Regions from separate parts of the Capra hircus genome. Here region 2 is linked to region 1. The links are chromatin contacts, called in public Hi-C maps. All regions are on one chromosome and are shown on one strand. The core of a region is the stretch at or near the end of the contact, and the rest is flanking DNA. Distances in the headings are between cores, read along the strand shown. Region 1 overlaps FAM65B (protein FAM65B). Region 2 has its middle 73 kb from the start of FAM65B.

Evidence for each region. A called contact is a pair of places that touch in the nucleus more often than the background predicts.
Region 2: a Hi-C map of blood shows a contact between it and region 1, with 2.6 times the contacts expected there. The contact joins two enhancer-like sites. A contact is called at or near these places in 2 of 5 Hi-C or Micro-C datasets (both in blood).

Annotation. Positions count from the first base shown.
Region 1 is chr23:17,075,089-17,077,711 of ARS1.2, reverse strand. The region is part of intron 1 of FAM65B (protein FAM65B); the gene reads left to right. Among named protein-coding and RNA genes, the nearest start is that of FAM65B, 5.9 kb to the left of the region's middle. Within about 2 kb of position 1,306, at least 2 of the 5 cell types and tissues checked have an H3K27ac peak or open chromatin away from gene starts, as enhancers often do.
Region 2 is chr23:17,154,361-17,156,983 of ARS1.2, reverse strand. No RefSeq gene overlaps it. Among named protein-coding and RNA genes, the nearest start is that of FAM65B, 73 kb to the right of the region's middle. Within about 2 kb of position 1,288, at least 1 of the 5 cell types and tissues checked has an H3K27ac peak or open chromatin away from gene starts, as enhancers often do.

The DNA of each region.
Region 1 (2,623 bases), core at 57-2,556:
AAACAGTTCTTCAGGTGGTGGTCTACCAGCAGCTCAGCAGCCAAAATCACTCCTTGGCACAAGTCAAAGTTGCAGTTCTTCTTTCCTTAGAACCACAAGCTTTCCCTGCCTTTGTTTTCACCCCTCTGTTGTCAAGGGCAGTGATGAGAATAAAAAAACCACCACCAGTTCACAGTCATCTGTGCAAAGTATTTCTCAGACTTATATATTTCCTGAACACTTACATGCCTGTTAGGATCTTGCTTCTGGAAAGACCACTGGAACCTGCAATGTGTTTGCCAGACCTGCAGATGTTCTGGTACAATGAAGCACAGCATAGGATTACAGTGTCTAGGGAGGTTGTATCAAACTCTCCAAAGGAGAATGCTCCCAGATGGAGATAAACTGGCAGAAGGGAGTCCACTGGACAGATAGCTGCTTGTCGGTCTTAAAGAGATCAAGAGACGCTTGGGGAAAAAAATGCTACACAGTTTTGAACCAAAGCTCTCTCCTTTCCTCAAGCCAATTAAGCCAACATTTTTTCCCCCTTTCAAAAGTAACTTCAAAAAAGTTTGTCAAAAAGAGAATTCTAAGTAGAATAGATGCCCACTTTGTCTTTCTTTGTAAACTGCTTATGAAGCCAAAGTACATTTTTTTTTTTAAATAAGTTAACAGTTATGCAACCTGTTATAATCTGGCATGTTTTGATATTGTTTACTGAATTACGTTTTCCCTTTCCAAAATTGAAAGAAGAAAAGGAAGAAGGAAAGAAGAAAGGAAGGAAGAAGAGATTAAATAAGTTTATGTACAAAACCAATAGATTCTGAAAGTTCAGGCTGGTTTAGTCAAACCCTTTATGGGGAAAATGTTGAGAAAGAGAACATAAAGTGTATGTGCCTTGGCTAAACAGAGTTAGACTTTTTTGTTTGATTATGCCACATTTCATAGTTATAAATATAATAATTGTAATTTGGCTGTGTTAGTCCTTTTTCAAAAATACTCGTATCTGGGGTTCTCAAATGAAACCCAAGTAAGGGATTGAAGAAGGAGCAGGAAGAGTCTACCGTACTTTCCTGGGCTGAAAAAAGTTGATCATTCTTTACTTTTGCAGTTTGCTAGATCGCTTGGATCAGTTTGCATTCTCAGACTCCTGGAGAAATGCTTCATTTGGAAGTCATTTTCCCTACTTTATTTGCCACAGAGGCCGGAGCAGACACAGACCTCCCCACAATTATTCATGCCTGTGTGACCTATGCCTTGGATTACTACAAAACATTCCCTTCCCAGAGATGTCTAGGAAGCTTGCTTTGGCTGGTGCCAAAGAGATGGTGTCATTTCAGGGGCACAAACTAAAATAGCACATTGCACTAAAGCGATGCAGGCTGTCTTAGCCACCAGTCCACCCCTTGATTTACAGCCCCTAGTGACCTCTGGATGACCTACTTAGATCAGGCCAAAGCCAAAAAGGGGCCCAGTATCACAAATAAAGTACTTAAAATGCTCATTTAATAATTTTATGAGCAGCCAGTAAAGTCTTTTCAGGAATGGTATGAAATAGCCTTGAGTATATCTTCTATAGGACTTGAGTTGAAATACAAATATATGCATAACCACTGTTTGTGGGGGGGGGGGGGAGTTAAAAAAAGAAAAAAGAAATGTGTACTTGTTATGACCAAAGCAGTGAAATAAATTGAGAGAACTGCCCTTGCTCCTTGATAAGAATTATTTCACTCCTGAAGTCAATATATTTTTTATAAAGAGATGTGATATATCCAGTTACCTATGCCTCACATGTTTTCCTGTGCTTAGCAAATATCGGCTCATTCCACTTCTCATTTATTTTTAGATGGCTAAGTTTTGTCTATGAATTTTTTACCAAACAGTGGTGACATTGAATGAAAAGGTTTGCAACTCAGTTGGTTTTAGAAGAGATTTTAAAGACGGAAAAGTATTAGTTGAATCAAGTTGAAATTATTTCAAGTACCTGAAGGACAGGGAAGAAGGAAAAATAATAGTGACTGGTCCCAGCAAGCAAAAATAGAAAGAAGAAAATGAAAATACCCCACTGCAGGGGCTAGTAGGCTATTGAACATGTATGTACTTCCTTGACAGAATGTTCCAGGCTGCATTGGAGTTGGAGGCTGGTTTCTGGGGAGCTGAAATGTGGATGTGCCTGACTGACCAGAAGGGTCATGATTCCATAGCATGTGTACGATCCATAGTGAAGGGATTTGGCAAGAATCTGAAGTGTTTGATCCCTGTTGATAGACAAACCAGGTCATAAGCTGAAAAACCACTGCACTTTGTGCTGTGTAGACAAAGCCTATCTCATCACTTAGCAAGAATTTCCCTTCAAGAAAAATAGAACAATTTACTTGATCACTTTTAGATATTTTTAAGAGAAATATTTTGACATATATGCTGGGATAACGATCACAAAGCAAGTATAATGGCCAGTTTCACTCCAGAAGGCAAATTCATGATAATTTATACTATCATTATTCTTTCACGTGTGGACTGTCCATAGCTTACACTTTTCATGCCTTAACCTGCTAAACAGAGGCTTCAGGCAGAAGACATTTAAGATCAGTTATGGATACAAAGTAAAAGTTTTAGGTGTTAAACTGTGAAAGTAAGGAAAATG
Region 2 (2,623 bases), core at 39-2,538, 79 kb before region 1:
ACATTTTTTGGAAGCAGCCACAATAGGGACCACTGTCCTGGAGGAGTCAATTACACAAGCTTGTGAAAAGTGCCTCGATGCCTATAAATCGCTATACAAATCAGAATTTTTGTCTTTTAATTTCATTAAACTGACCCTCATGGAATGTGGGCTATGTATCCTAGAGGACCTTGTTCTAGAGAAGATGAAGGAAACTAAAACCTAATCTTTGCCACTGGGGATTTACCAGACTAGCAACTCACCAGATAGTAGAGATGTGTGTTATCTTGTAATTGTGTATTATGAAGGGTAACACAGTCAGGTCATGGTCGAGGGCTTATGCCTGGCCATTATCATTGTACCTCTCTGCTTATCTGCACGTAAGTAGACAGAGCATCCAGAAGGTTCTCAGGACAAAGGCCATGTCTTACCTACCTGGTACGCCAACAGCAGGCACAGTGCCCTGCACTGGGAATGAATAAAGTCCTGGTGGGACCTGAAAGGGGAAGAGAGGGAGGGTCACTTCTGCTTGGGAAGATGGGCCAAGGCTTCACAGAGAGACTGACATTTCCAGGGGGCCTTCAATGGATGGTTAGGACTTTCAGAGAGAAGCAGACAGGCCTGGGAGTTCTGAGCAACTGCGACAGTGTCATCAAGAGTCATGGAGAATGGCAGAGGCCACAGTGGTGAAGGGGGACTGGAAGGCAGGGAGATGAAGGCAGGGAGACCCAGTAGCACATAACGGAGTGGTGGGTCTGAAAGCAGGTGGTGGGGGGGCCATAGTGTGGCAGGGAAAGGGGGCAGTAGGTAGGAGTGGCAGGACTCAGCCAAGAGAAGAGAAGGACTTCCAAGGGTGGGACAGGTAGTGAATAAGCACGAGTCACGGTTTGTATTGAAAAGAAACCACGTCAGTGCTGAGGATGCGAAAATAGATCAGAAGGTCCTCTGGGCTTAGTCCTTCTTCAGAAAGGGAAAGTCAACCCTTATGAAGAAAATGAAGTCCTCTGGGGTACAGACCATGACTGCTGCTGCTGCTGCTGCTGCTGCTAGGTGGGCCATATAAGGTCCAGCTGACCATGCAAACACAGAACACCCTCATCATGCATTTGATAGTTTTTTCTTCATCTTATTGAGAAGATCGGGATACTGGCCATTTTCCCAAGCAGTATTAGGAAGACATTTTTTTAAAAACCGTCCACAGGCAAATCACAGTAGCAACTTGTGTGAAGCTAATCTAATAATTGCCCCTGGACCTTGGCTCCAAGAACCCCACCCAGCGTCTGGTTGAGCAAGAGGCTCACTCGGAACCTGGCGTGGAGACTCACGCGACATCCCATTCCAGGGCCGCGGGGCCTGGGCAGCAGCACCACACAGCATATGGCTTCTGGTTCCTCTAGGCTTTCAACCACCACAAAATTTGTTTGTTTTTCCCCAAAGGAGAGTGCTGTCTGGAAGCCAAAAAAGGAGAACGCTTCCTCTTTCTTAGCCCAGCTTAGATAGCTGTGCTGTGACCACCTGTTCTATCTGACTTCCTCTTCCAAACCCCTCTTCTTCTGTCAGTAGAATTCTCAGAACTCTCAGAGCTTTGTAAGTATTATCAGAAGCTTTTGCAAGACCAGTTGGTGATACAGTCTGTGCTCTATAGAACTGTCTCCACACTCAATGACTCATCTGCCCTTGGAGGACATGGGGGTGAAATGTACAAGCAGGAATGGAGAGTTCCAGGGCACTCTCGCTTGAACTGTGGTGCAGGCTTATGAATGCTCAACAGTAGAAGGAGATTGGCATTTGTGGGGGCAAGACAGGGAGAGAGGTTTGAAAGGGAGATGAAGCTTTAAGGCCAATAGACAATGATTTTGCCCTCAAAGAGAAACTAGTAATTTTTTTCAGATCTATCTTCTTTAGGCTATAAACCTCATGAGAACCATGAGGGGCTATGGCACCGTCATAGTTCATTTTTACCCCATAAAGTACTGACAGATACATAGTAGGTGCTTAATAAATGTTTATTGAATGAATGAACAAATGAATAAAGGTAGAACAGAGTCATAAGAGCATTGAAAAATAAGCCATTTAAAAATATACATTAATGTAAGAAGAGAGAACTGCGTTTATACATATTAACAGAATTCCTCTCTGGGGAGAAGGATTAGAGATTATTCTAATTGTTTTCCTTTTATAATTTTTTGTGATGGTTTCTATAATTGGCTCTTGTGTTTGCTTAATAGAAATGTTTTAAAGTAAAGATTCAAAATTTTAAAGGTCTGGACGGGGAGATACAACATGTAAAGCAGTTTTGTGTTGGGCATGTAATTATGAAGTTTCCTTTTGTTCACTTTCTGAAGTTCTGTTGCTTTTATCATCTGAAATAGTTTAATAAGTGTCTTAGTTCAGGCTGCTATGACAAAATGCTGTAGACTGGGTGGTTTATGTGTGTGCTAAGTCACTTTAGTCGTGTTCAACCCTGTGCGGCCCTATGGACTGTAGCCCACCAGGCTCTTCTGTCCATGGGATTCTCCAGGCAAGAACACTGGAGTGGGCTGCCATTTCCTTCTCCAGGGGATCTTCCTGGACAGAAATTCATTTCTCACAGTCAGGATGCTGGCAGATTCAGCACTGGTTTAGGCCACTTCCTGATTCATAG